2 separate regions of the Zea mays genome follow, and region 1 is linked to region 2. A link is a contact called in public Hi-C data. All regions are on one chromosome and are shown on one strand. Each heading gives the region's core, a stretch centred on a gene start, on an enhancer-like site or on the middle of the called end of the contact. The rest is flanking DNA. Distances are from core to core; before and after follow the strand shown. Region 1 overlaps LOC103647412 (plant UBX domain-containing protein 2). Region 2 has its middle 21 kb from the start of LOC103647410.

Region 1 (5,682 bases), core at 2,393-4,892, 120 kb before region 2:
TTCGCTATTATTGGGGCGCCATGCGGTAGCCCTGGTGCAGTATCAGACGGTCTGCGTAAGGGCTGGACTGTCCGGGCAAAAGCTCGGACGGTCCGACCGTGTTCAGGGGCGTCGATCTGCCAAGCAGGGACGACGGTGGTGGTATTTGCCCTGGATATGAGTTCATCGGCATTACCATATAATGGTTGGGGCTGCAAATCCCCATTTGTCGCCGATGTATTAGACATAGACATCCTGTTACTAGTTTCATATGATGGAAAACTAGGAGCAACAGATTTCTCCAACGTACGCGTTAATTTTCTAATTGATTCTTCTAACCCTCCAATCTGTTGTTTCATTTGATTCTGCTGATGATCTACATACGGTTTAATAATTTGGATGTCGTCGGGTTTACTTACGTTGGGGACTTGAAGCGAAGATAGAAGAGACGCGACGTCAGTCTCTCCATGTTTGAAAACTTTCTGGTGGCGATCCACCGTGTATTATGACAAGAATTTCTCTTTCGCTTGACGCATGTAGTCCTCTTATTGCTGTTGCTCATCGACCGTCAGACTTTCAACATCCGGCTTCAGGATATTGTCTGGGGAGATATCAGTATGATCTTTAGAACCGGCCATTTGAAGGCCTGATTTTTTGTAGATCTAGACACCTGTCCCCAGCGGAGTCGCCAAAAAGTGTGTTGGCGCCGATCCGCGCGCCGATCACTGCGTTGAGAACCTGCGGTGGTGCTCTCTGCACAGGCGCGGACGATCCCCGGCCAGGGGCCGGGCGGTGCACGACTTGGCATAGGGCTCAGGTTCCCTGCCGGACGGTTCGCGGCTAGAGGCCGGACGGTCCGCAGGGGCGGCAGAGTTCGTCGGCGGCGCCTGAATCTCGCTCCCGGGAGGGACCCCGTCGAGGAGGAGAGATCCTAGGCTTCGTCTAGGGTCGGTAGGCCACCCTAGACACTTCTAATCGACGTAGTGCCGAAGAGAAGCGAAGAATTTGGGGTAGGGAAAGGCTAACCTAGAGCTAAACTAGAACTACTCCTAATGCATAAGTAAGACGAGAAATATACTTGATTTGATCGATTGTGGGGGGTTCAATCGGTCGTAGCCCTTCATCTATATAAAGGGGGAGATCTGGATCCGCTACAAGTCGTTTTCCGAGCTAATCCCGCGGTTTTAGATAACAAATCCCGCGAGAAACTCGGAACCATAACTGATTCTCCGCACGCGCGGACCGTCCGGCCTCAGAGCTGGACCGTCCGCGCGGTCATTTCCTGCACTCAACATCAGCCTCCGTATTTGCGGGGGAAATACTTGCCTCAGTTTATTCCTTCCCCAGACCCCACTCATGTTCCTTCGACACAGGATCTGTCCTTTATTGTTTAAAGTTGTATCTTGGAAACTGTGAACTCTAAAGTGACTTATTTGCGGAAGGATGATCCAGATAATAACACAAGGTCTGTCCTTTATTGTTCAAAGTTGTATGTTGGAAACTGTGAACTCTGAAGTGACACTTTTTTGTGGAAGGATGGTCGAGATAATAACTGTGGTGTTTGTATGAGGGATTGCTTCATACTAGGCTAGATTTGTCCAACATGGCATCAACCTATAACATTGGTGGATGATCACAGCCACATCCATTGTTTTTCTACTAATATGGTTATGGGAGATGAAAAAATATTAGTGGGACAACTTATCAAATTCATCCAATTAAATATTGCCTCTGTTTCAAATGGTAGTTCATTTGCGGTTTGTCCTGAGTCAAACTACTTTAGCTTCGACCAAGATTTTGGAAAATACATTAGCACCTACATGTCCAAATAAATGCATTATCAAAACTTATTCATGGCTCTCCTGCGTATTTGAGAGAGAACATATGTCATGGATAATTTAATAGAAACAATTTGATGTTTTAGATGTTAGTGCATATTTTGTGCTAGGAAACAATACGGCACAAACTCAACAATGGTCCTCCTTAGAATTTGGATCACAAACTCAATATTTTGAAGTTGGATAAGTTTGACTTAGGACAAAAACCAAAGTGGACTATAATTTGGTACGGAGTAAGCATGATTGGTTCACAATTGGATTGGTTAACCATTTGCAGTCAGAAAATTAACAGCCTTGGTTGCTGACCCGGGGATCCATCTGCAGAACCTGTTTGTCTGGCCTTTGTAACCTGTACACAGTGGTCTCCATGGGAGTGTATATTGTGTATTGTTTGGTCTTTGTGGGTACAACGGTTGACTGTATCAGGTGGCCTGGTGTTTCAGTGACTGAATAATCATCTATCACCCCTAATAGATGTTATAGAGTGTTCAGTGTTTCAGGGGGGGGATCGAGTTACAATACCCTTGCTATATCAACATGACCTATTTGTATGTAGCTAATGTTATTTGCGAATCTGATATGTTCTCATCTATGCTAGCTTATTTTTGTAAACAAGTACTGTAGCTGTTTTCTGTGCATCATTTTATGCTGGCTGGCTCCTTTTTTTTCCTACTTGAAATTGTCCTCTAAAACTTGGGTGCTGTGTGGTTTATATGTTTGTAATGTAATAGGTAACAAATAACGTTAAATCATGTTTGTTTAAGTCTAACCGTAATCGGATACTACATTAGAAATTGATATCGGCCTATTCAAACTTGTTACCACTGGTAATCGAATGCAAACCATTACCGTTACCATTTACGTTACATTTTAGGAACCAAACGGCACCTTGGATCTTGTTCATTCATTATTTCTTGCAGTCATTACAGTTAGCAATCTGTACTTCAGCTGTCCATTATTTTGAGTATAATCTATCTATGACAGTTTCTGGTTTGTAGCTGCCGGCCAAGTAACGTGCTGTCTTTCCCTATTTGCAGTTCGTCACATCTGCTCTGAAGCAGCCAGGCTTGGAGTTCGAACTTATCTCTCCCGCCATTCCTAAGCCGCGTGTGGTGCCTCATTTTCCAAACCCGGGAGAGCGGGCACGCACCTTGCAAGAGGAGGAGCTGGTCCCTTCCGCGCTCCTCAAGTTCATTCCCAGGGAGACTGATTCCGTGGTCTTCACCGGTTTGCTTGATGAGCTTCTGAAGGCCAGTGAGCCGCTTCCTGCTGCATCACAATGAAGTGTGTGTGTATGTGTGTGTATAGCAGTTCGTTCTGTTGCTGTTTCTGCTTGCTGCATCACAGGATTACTTGGATAATAACGGTACATATTTGTATTGGCTGACATATCTTGTGGAAAGGTTGACATACTCGAGAATTCGTTAGGCCCATGCTGAACTGGATATGGGCTGGACTGGACTGGACTGTAAAACTCAATACATGGCAAGATTGCTTGATTTGGCTGTCGCGGATTCTTACCGATTTTTTTTTCAAAGGCCCAGTTTGTGTACTATTATTATTATTATTATTATTATTTCTTTTCACATGTATGTTGTATACATTTAAGTCCGATGGATGCAATGTTGTTACTTGAAGACTGATGTGCTGTTTATGTACGTAGCATCGTAGGTTGTGACGCCTCCGTTGTTTTTTTGTCCGATAGATGGATGCAAAACCCGTACGGTGGTGCTAGCTCTTCGTGAATCGTGACATACCCTGTTCTGTCGTTTTGATTGATGTTGCACACGGAATTTGGAGTAGGCGTGAGGGTTACTGCGGCACGTGTCCGTTCCTTGGCACTACGTGAAACCTACTAGGCAACTCTAGCTTCGCTTCATGGCTTCGCCTGCCAATGATAAAATATAGGTAGCTACGTACAAAATGAACATGGCATGCAAAAGCGTGCGTGTCTGTGTCTCGATGCTGCATCTGCATGGACGCATATGCGTGTGTGTATGTACCTTTTGAAAGCCTAGAGCCCTAGACCAAAGCTCACGCACGGTATTGGTTTTGGGTGGTATAAAAAAAATAACCTAGCAAGCAAGCAGAGCAAGTTGCCGTATCTGTATGATTTGTAGCAACAACCCTTGCATGCATGCATTGCGCACTGACCACAAATATTCCCCAGCTGCCGCAATAGTTTATGCGTCCTAGCTAGTATATATATATAGCTGCTTTCGCTTTAATTACAGATTGACCGTAACGCCATGCAGTAGATCTATGTGGATGCTCCTCCTTAATTAAAGAACGCCTTCACAATCTTTGACTGAATCATGCGTGCTCCCACTTAGATCAAGAAAAACTTTATTATCTATATACTATATAGTTAACTGAACCTCTTCGTCATCACGCTAGCCTGCAGCTAGCTCAGTCGTCGTCCCAGCTTTATTGAACGTACGTAATGTGTGTGCATGATCCTCGGCTCTCTGCACATGCATGCATGCATGCCAACTTTTAGGAAAGTGCACGAACGCACAGGCATCGTCGGGCCTTCTTGTTTACGCAGACTCTTCAGACTTTGTCCGGTAAAATTAAGTGAGTGTTGCTACCACACGCTCTACATATATGGTATATCGTGTGGGTGTGGGGGTAGCGGACCCAACTGCTACACTTATAGTGTGCCAGGAAAAATATAAAAAAAGAAACAAAAAACAGAGATCAACAAGACTCGAACCTTGACTGCTAAATTTAAAAGATAGTATTTACACCATTATGCTAACTAACCTTATATGATATTAGGGTGTGCCGTGGTACTGTGGGTAGCTCTGATCCGGAATATATAAGACATGCATATTTTAACTAGAAGAATATTTACTATGTTGCTATGGGACTTTCCTTAGAAGTAAAATCATTATTATATCACACAAGCAAGATTGGTTATGCTAATTTTGACCCCGGCCTTATGATCTTTCTTACCGTTTTGCAATGTGTTGCTTCTGTTGTTGAAAAAAATTTAGCAAAGCAATCAAGACCTAATTCATGGAGCGTGCCGCAAGGGCTTGTCTATGTCTATATTGTGAGGAAGCCATACCATATCATATTCTCAAGTACAACATCAAGATTGGACTTGAAAGGTTCCACTAAGATCTTTTGGGCAACATAAACTTTTTCACGGCTCACCACAACAGGAACAAGAGACGAAATTCCGACGACCAATCTTATGTTTGGTAGCTGCATTTGAACCTGTCGGACATAAGACAATATCCATGGGTTTTTAAGTGCCGTCAGACATAAGGCTACGTCTGACAGTTGGTCCACTGGCCATCGGACATAAGCCTTATATCCAACACCTATCTACTTAAACCGTTGGACGTTGTCCCTCTCTTTCTATCTATCTATTGCTCTCTCTCTCCCGCATGTACCACTTTGGCCGTCCTCTTTACAATTTGGATCACAAAACTTAACAGGTCCTCTAGTTTAGCTGGGGTGTGCGTGGAGATCTTGCCCACCACAAATACAAGTAGTGTGATCCAAACCCAGGTCCGCATCACCATGAATCAAACCTGGCTATCTTGGAATAATGTGGGTTGTATTTGTATCGTACCGCCAATGTTTTGGCTGCTAACCGATGAGGTCGCGCTCTGCAAGTTGCTAGTGTGGAGCCCATGCACTGGACCTGGACCCCCCACACAGGCAAACGTACGATCGCAGGTGGACGCTACTGTGTCCCACGCGGTTTTGGGCTGTGGACACTGGACTGCTGGACCGCATGCATGGGTGGGTGGAAAGGAATAGGAACGGAGTCGTCGCCGTTGCTGCCAGCTCATGTGATCGCGATCCCCTGGCGCGCGTGAGTGAGGCGAATAGTCGTCGACGGCGACGT
Region 2 (6,175 bases), core at 347-2,846:
ACAAATGTAGTAAGAAGAGTGAGTCTCCACAAAGTACACGAGGTGTTAGGCGAACTAGCGAATGCAAAAATGTTTGTCTAAAGCGGCTAACTTGTTATGAGGGTCTTACTATTTTAATAACTTTCCTACAAGATGTGGTGGTATACAAATACTAGACATCGTTGTCACCACTTACTAGCATCCACATATAATTCGTAAGGCAAGCAGCAACCATGTGAAAGATCAAGTATACAAACTTTATTTTTACACTATCTGTCACTACACTAATTACGCACACATCAATCAATTAGAATACATGTTAGGGTAGTGTCCAATGCATAGGTTTGGGTATTGTATCATCAATCTAACAAGCATACAACTACATACAAATATAAACCACAATAACAATATCACTATGATAAATGTTGCATAAAGTAAAGACTAAGTAGAGTAGAGAAAAAACAATATTAAATAAAGTAAAGTATTACTAAAAAGGAAAGGTACAAAAGATATACTAGACTCTCTAGAACATTGAAAAATTCAACTCTAACTCCTTGCAATTTATATTTGTTGCAATGAACAATCATCGAGTTTTCAAGCATAAAGGTGCATAGAATATTTAATATGTACAAATTTTACCATGTCTTGTAATAAAATCATATTTGCACTTATTTTTTAGTTATGCCCGGATGAAATCGTGTGTACATGGATTTGAAAGTGTAACTATATTTTAGCATGTTTTAGGTAAGTATTTGTTACATATGTGGATTAATTATGACACTCGCCATTATTAAAAATTGTGTAAAGAGGAAGTAAGTTTATCTCTTTTGTATTTTTGATGAATTCATTGTCAAATGAGGAGAACTTTGATACACACATTCACATATTTACCTTCTTTTTAGAGTGAGCTAGATCTTTTTTATGATCTTTTTCACTTTTCTTTTGGATTCTAATCAAAATTTTGAAAGTGAACGCCAATTTTCAAAATTTGTGCGGTGTTGTCAATTAATGCTTTTATCAAGGAAGAGATTGTGAAATCGTGACATGTGTGATGAAAATATTGTGTTGGTTGACATTAGAACATTGTTTTAGAATCAACATTAACATTGCAAAGTGTTTTACTTGATTTTGGAGACAATGCATGTGTGCGAATATGTGTTTTGATATTAATGTAACACACTCAGTAGAGTGGTGTTGGTTTGTTTATCCGTGAGTGAAAGTCGTGGACTTGTGGTTGTACTTGACTGTATGGATCGTGGATGTGCAGACGTTGGTTAAGATGGAACTTGGCCGGCAGCGGCGACCATAACTAATTTCCGTAGTAAATTCAGGAAGGAAAATGAGGTATGAAAACTAGATTTTGTGACTAAGTTCAGGTCGAAGATGCTAAGCAGGATATTTTGATTGAATCAACATTGTATATTTACAATTGTGTGCGGTTGAGACTTGCACGGATTATCGCGGTGACATATTAAAAATGTCTCAAAAGAAAAAAGGAAAATGAGAAAAGAAAATTAAAAAAAAGAAAGGGCTTCATGCTCATGCATGTGTGCGTGGGAAGGCTAGCAAGTGCGCACCGGCCAGCAGCACAGTAGCAGCTCTCGTTGCAGGTATTCAGCCCATGGCGGCTCAAGGTGGGCGGCCCGTTAGCTCGCAACAGTCGGCCTGCCAGGGTGCGGCCCATGGCGGGGGCTATTCGAGGCGTCGGCGTATTAGATTGGGAGTTGTTAAGTAACCCTAGTTAAGGTTATATGGGTAAATACCTGCTTTGCCTCTAATGGGTCTCACATCTTTATATAAAGAACCTGTACACTCTCTCATAATAAAGAGAAGAGAAAGAGACCAGATGCCCAACCCTATACCCTGTGTCTCGTGTGTTTTCTCTGTCGTGCTTATGGGAAGGGAAACAGGTCTTCTACAACTTCTCGCGCCTCTACTGCTGGCGGGAGGGAAGAGAGTGGATCTGGTGATCTGTGGTGATGTAGTTTTCAACACGTTATCAGCACGCTCTACCTCGATGTCGCTGCGGGATCAGATCTGCATCAACTCTCCGTCAAGCCGGCAGGTCTTATGGCCTAGCCGAACTGTCCTACGCGACAGTCTTCGATTCTCCATCTACGCAAACAAACAGTATATTTACTGATTGATCAGTTAGTTGTGCACGGGCTGTAATTCGTGCGCGACGTACTGCCATCGTCGTAGTGGTGCTCCGCTCATCGGGACCGCACTGCGCGCTAGCAGTCGCGCCTCGACTATGCCGGAGCCATATCGGGGCCACGCCCGAACCAGAGCATTCTGTAAGATCCGGTTGCTCGGCGGCGTCGCTCGGCGCATCTGGTCGCTGGCTCCACGCGCATTTTTCAGATCTAGGAGACATGCACACAGTTATAGTCGCCTTGTCGTTGCTGACCTGTTGACCCGCGCACGTCTGCATGCACATATGCATGATGCCATGCATCCTCTACCGCATGAGTCAAACTAGGAAAAGATGCATGCGGCTAAGAAAACAATCATGCGTTGAGTATTTCATGTAAGTGACCGGCTGAAAAACAAAATAATTAAGCATGTTTTCTATCTTAATCAGTTATTTTTCTATCGCAAATAATTAGTAGAAAAATACATGCTTGAATATGGTAAAATGATAATTACACCTGATGTGTTATGCTCATACATTAATTTTGGTGTTCATTTTTATTGCATTAATAATTATTCCCCGTAGTAAATAATTAGCAGAAAATTATTAAAATGGTTGTGCAGACTATACTGCGCAGACTAAAATCGCTCTAAATATTTATGATGTGTTGAGCTTTTGGACTCACGTCGAGCGATTAAATTATATAGTGGGTACTCAGACACGTCGATCAGACTACGTTATTAATCGACCGAGTTATGGCATTGGCTGCATCTTGGCAACACGACACAGTATTTGTGTCGTACGAACTTGGTTGTGTCATGTGATTACTATGTCGCACTCTCATTTAATCGGACTGCTCCCGTTGAGTCGAACCGCAATCGTCGAGTCACACATTTTTCGCAGCCCTGTAGGCACTATCCGTCTGTCGTGATCATCGAGCCACAATTGCGCCTGTTGCGCACGTTGTGTGGATTTATCGTGTACCCCGACTACCGAGCCACAATTGCGCTTGTTATAAAGGCTTGTTGTGTTGTTGTAGCCCTAATGGCCGCACATATGTTGACGCCAGATACGCTAGAGCTTGTACTCGCGTGGAATGTGGTGGGTTATTCAAGCCCCTAAAGTCACATTATTGCACAACCTTCGTAAACAATTTTGTTTGGCTCTATATTTTATTTGATTGTGTTGTGTGGTATCATATATTTATATATATCGCCAAGGGGCCATAACTACTATATCAAGCCCCATAGTGCTTGGAAATCTGGGAAATTAAATTGAAATACAATGAAACACAAATAAGTTAATTCTCTGCTCTCTCTCTCTCATGCATAAAGTTTTACCTGAAGTAACCCGAAGATATATAATATAATGCATGAAAGCCTTTTTGGCATAGAAGACATCACAAATTGAGATTTTATTAGTAAGCAATAAGACCTTGTCAGATGAATAAATGCTAGAATCTCAGTCATACATTGCTCAACCAGATGTTGGCACATTGCTATTTATCGCTGAACGACATGAAGCGAACTTTGAGATAAATGGCTAGTACCTTAGCAACACGAAGTTGCGAGTACATCGAAAGGTAATTCTGAGAATTTTTTCACACCAACATTGTGTGTTTTCGTCGAACCACTTTACTCGGCCTATCTAGGACCTCTATGCTTGTGTTGCATACATCTCTCAGAATTTAAATACTTATAGCCGCTGAATTGACTTGGGATAGTCCTTTGACTGGTATGGTATATACTATAAACCAAATGGTAAAGGTCGATTCTGAATAGACATATATCTTGGGTTTATGTAGCAGAACTACATTGTATTCCACCCCTTGGCATGCTTACCATAATCTATATCTGATCTACCAGAAGTAAGAAAAGTACAAATATAGTCATGGAATCCCACATCACCACAGAGCTTGAAGCTACATTAGGCATTAATTTGTCCTTGGTTTTTGGCGTTGGAAGAGCCACAATTCTCGACCGCAATACTGTCATTGATGGTAATTTGTGATAGAAATATAAAGATCTTATGGAGACCTGTTGTATTCTCCCTAGTCCTGATGACTCCTTCATATGAGAGTAGTACTATCTGTTGTTGAAGACGGATCCTAGGCAGATACTAGTCTTGTTTTCGTTCTTGCCAAGCAGTTATCATCATTTGTTTCATGAAAAGCTAGTTATATGGTGATTTTCCCAGATAAAAATGAATTCTTGGCCTTGCCTGTTCTATTCCAAAGCTTATCTTTTTGCCGAACAACGAAGTGATCAAAATAATGCTTTATAGAACAAAATGGTATATAATATGAGGAGAAATGTTTGCCCTGCTGGCAGCATCACAATTTATTAACTATTGTTATAAATTCTCTCTCAAAATTATAATTCCTAAAATGTTGCATAAATCGATACCCAATTTCAGAACGATATGAGTAATTGGGTAAACCATGGGCAATAATAAAATGAGCTGGACTATATATCTCTGCATATAAAAATCTTTGCTTGGCAGCATTGGCCTGATGTCGTGCACTTTACTACCAATATAAACACACATTTTCCTATGTGCCTCAAAGCACAATGCAACCAGTGAATGTCCTTGTGAGCGCTAAATCTTGATGGTCATTTTACTTGTTGACCTGAAGTCAACTAATGGCTCCAAACGACGAATGGTATGCATGAGCCCTTGAAGGACCCTTATGGATAAAAATAGTGTTGTGCATGTTAGTCTAAATCTCAATGATTGACTGTGTATTTGGTAATAAAAACAATAAGTTTGCAGAATTGTAACCATGAAGCAACTTGTTGTTGCATGTCTCGCTGGATGTTGAGACTAACCCTTCATGTTGAAGGACAAATATGTACTATTCATGCCACTACATTAATCTAAGTCTAAAGCTCATTGCATAAAACCCCTATCTGTAATGTGCGTAAGATTTCCCAAATAAATCACCACAATAGCATACATTGGCCACAACTGGATGATTGTGGTTGAGGATTTTATATGTATACTTTTAGAACATCTCGGCATTAGGGGGAGGAATGCCCATATAGTGTAATGCCTCAATATTCTATTAAACGCACAAAAGCAAAACTGAACCTGTCGTTCGGTGTGTACTCCTATGTATATGGAGTTTGCCAGAAATCGTTGAGGAGTAACCATATTGGTCTGAATGCTTCTACTTGATGTAGATGTGGATATACCCGGGATTAATATAATATCCACATTTGACTTATTGGCATTTGATCTATTCTCGGGGACGCCTGCGAATATGATCCGTTAGTCTTAGTCAAAGCATATATTCTGATTGCAGATTCATGTGGTCTGTAATAACTCTCCTCCGATGAACTCGCAAAGTGAAAGTCGCGAGCTTGAAGTTCGGACATTATGAGCTTGAAGTTCGGACAACGAGATTAGAGGGAGTTTAGGCCATTAAATTAGACTATTGGAGAGATTAATCTAGATTTTTCTGGATATTTCGAGGGAGAACTCTCTGGTTCTTTTTGGAGTGCACTTTTGTACATAAATATAATTAAAGTCTTGATTATGCAAGATTAGTGTGGTAACATTGTTCCTTGGTCTTTATTGATGCATGAATTGCATGTCTAGTTTTGATCATATATTGATTTCTTATTTAACTAACGTAATTGTACTCTGTCTAGATTCAGAAAAGTGCATTTTTTTCGTTTTGTGATTAGAAGCAGGTGGGATAATTATTTTGAAGCTACCATAATCATTCACACATCCCTATGGTTGCTTATTCTAGCGCCATACAATCCTATACATATGAGAACTTCAATGAGCCTTTAAGGTAAAAAGCTCATTAGCTAGGGATCAATATAGGGGTTGTGGCATGATTGAGATGATTATCTTAGTTGCCACTGTCCCATCTCTTGAGGACCACGGACACTCAAGACACTGCCGTTGCTTCTCTCGCTCGCACGCGGTACGGTGTTAGCACATAGGTGTCACGATGTTTCATTTTTCGCGCGTGTGTGGATACCATGGATACAATGTTATTTGTTATTGCTCCAGTGTTGATCAGTAATAAACTTGAGAAAGGAAGCATGA

What was found. Hi-C and Micro-C count contacts between places; a contact is called where the count stands out from the background.
Region 1: a Hi-C map of tassel shows a contact between it and region 2, with 4 times the contacts expected there. The contact joins two enhancer-like sites. A contact is called at or near these places in 4 of 25 Hi-C or Micro-C datasets (ear, leaf and tassel).

What each region holds. Positions count from the first base shown.
Region 1 is chr2:184,475,846-184,481,527 of Zm-B73-REFERENCE-NAM-5.0, reverse strand. It overlaps LOC103647412 (plant UBX domain-containing protein 2), which reads left to right. Exons shown (of 3, transcript XM_008671951.4): 3 at 2,855-3,403. The coding sequence ends at 3,100. Among protein-coding and RNA genes, the nearest start is that of LOC103647413, 4.7 kb to the right of the region's middle. Within about 2 kb of position 3,642, at least 12 of the 20 cell types and tissues checked have an H3K27ac peak or open chromatin away from gene starts, as enhancers often do. A contact at or near this core is called in ear and tassel, where this site is marked.
Region 2 is chr2:184,350,457-184,356,631 of Zm-B73-REFERENCE-NAM-5.0, reverse strand. No RefSeq gene overlaps it. Among protein-coding and RNA genes, the nearest start is that of LOC103647410, 21 kb to the left of the region's middle. Within about 2 kb of position 1,596, at least 15 of the 20 cell types and tissues checked have an H3K27ac peak or open chromatin away from gene starts, as enhancers often do. A contact at or near this core is called in ear and tassel, where this site is marked.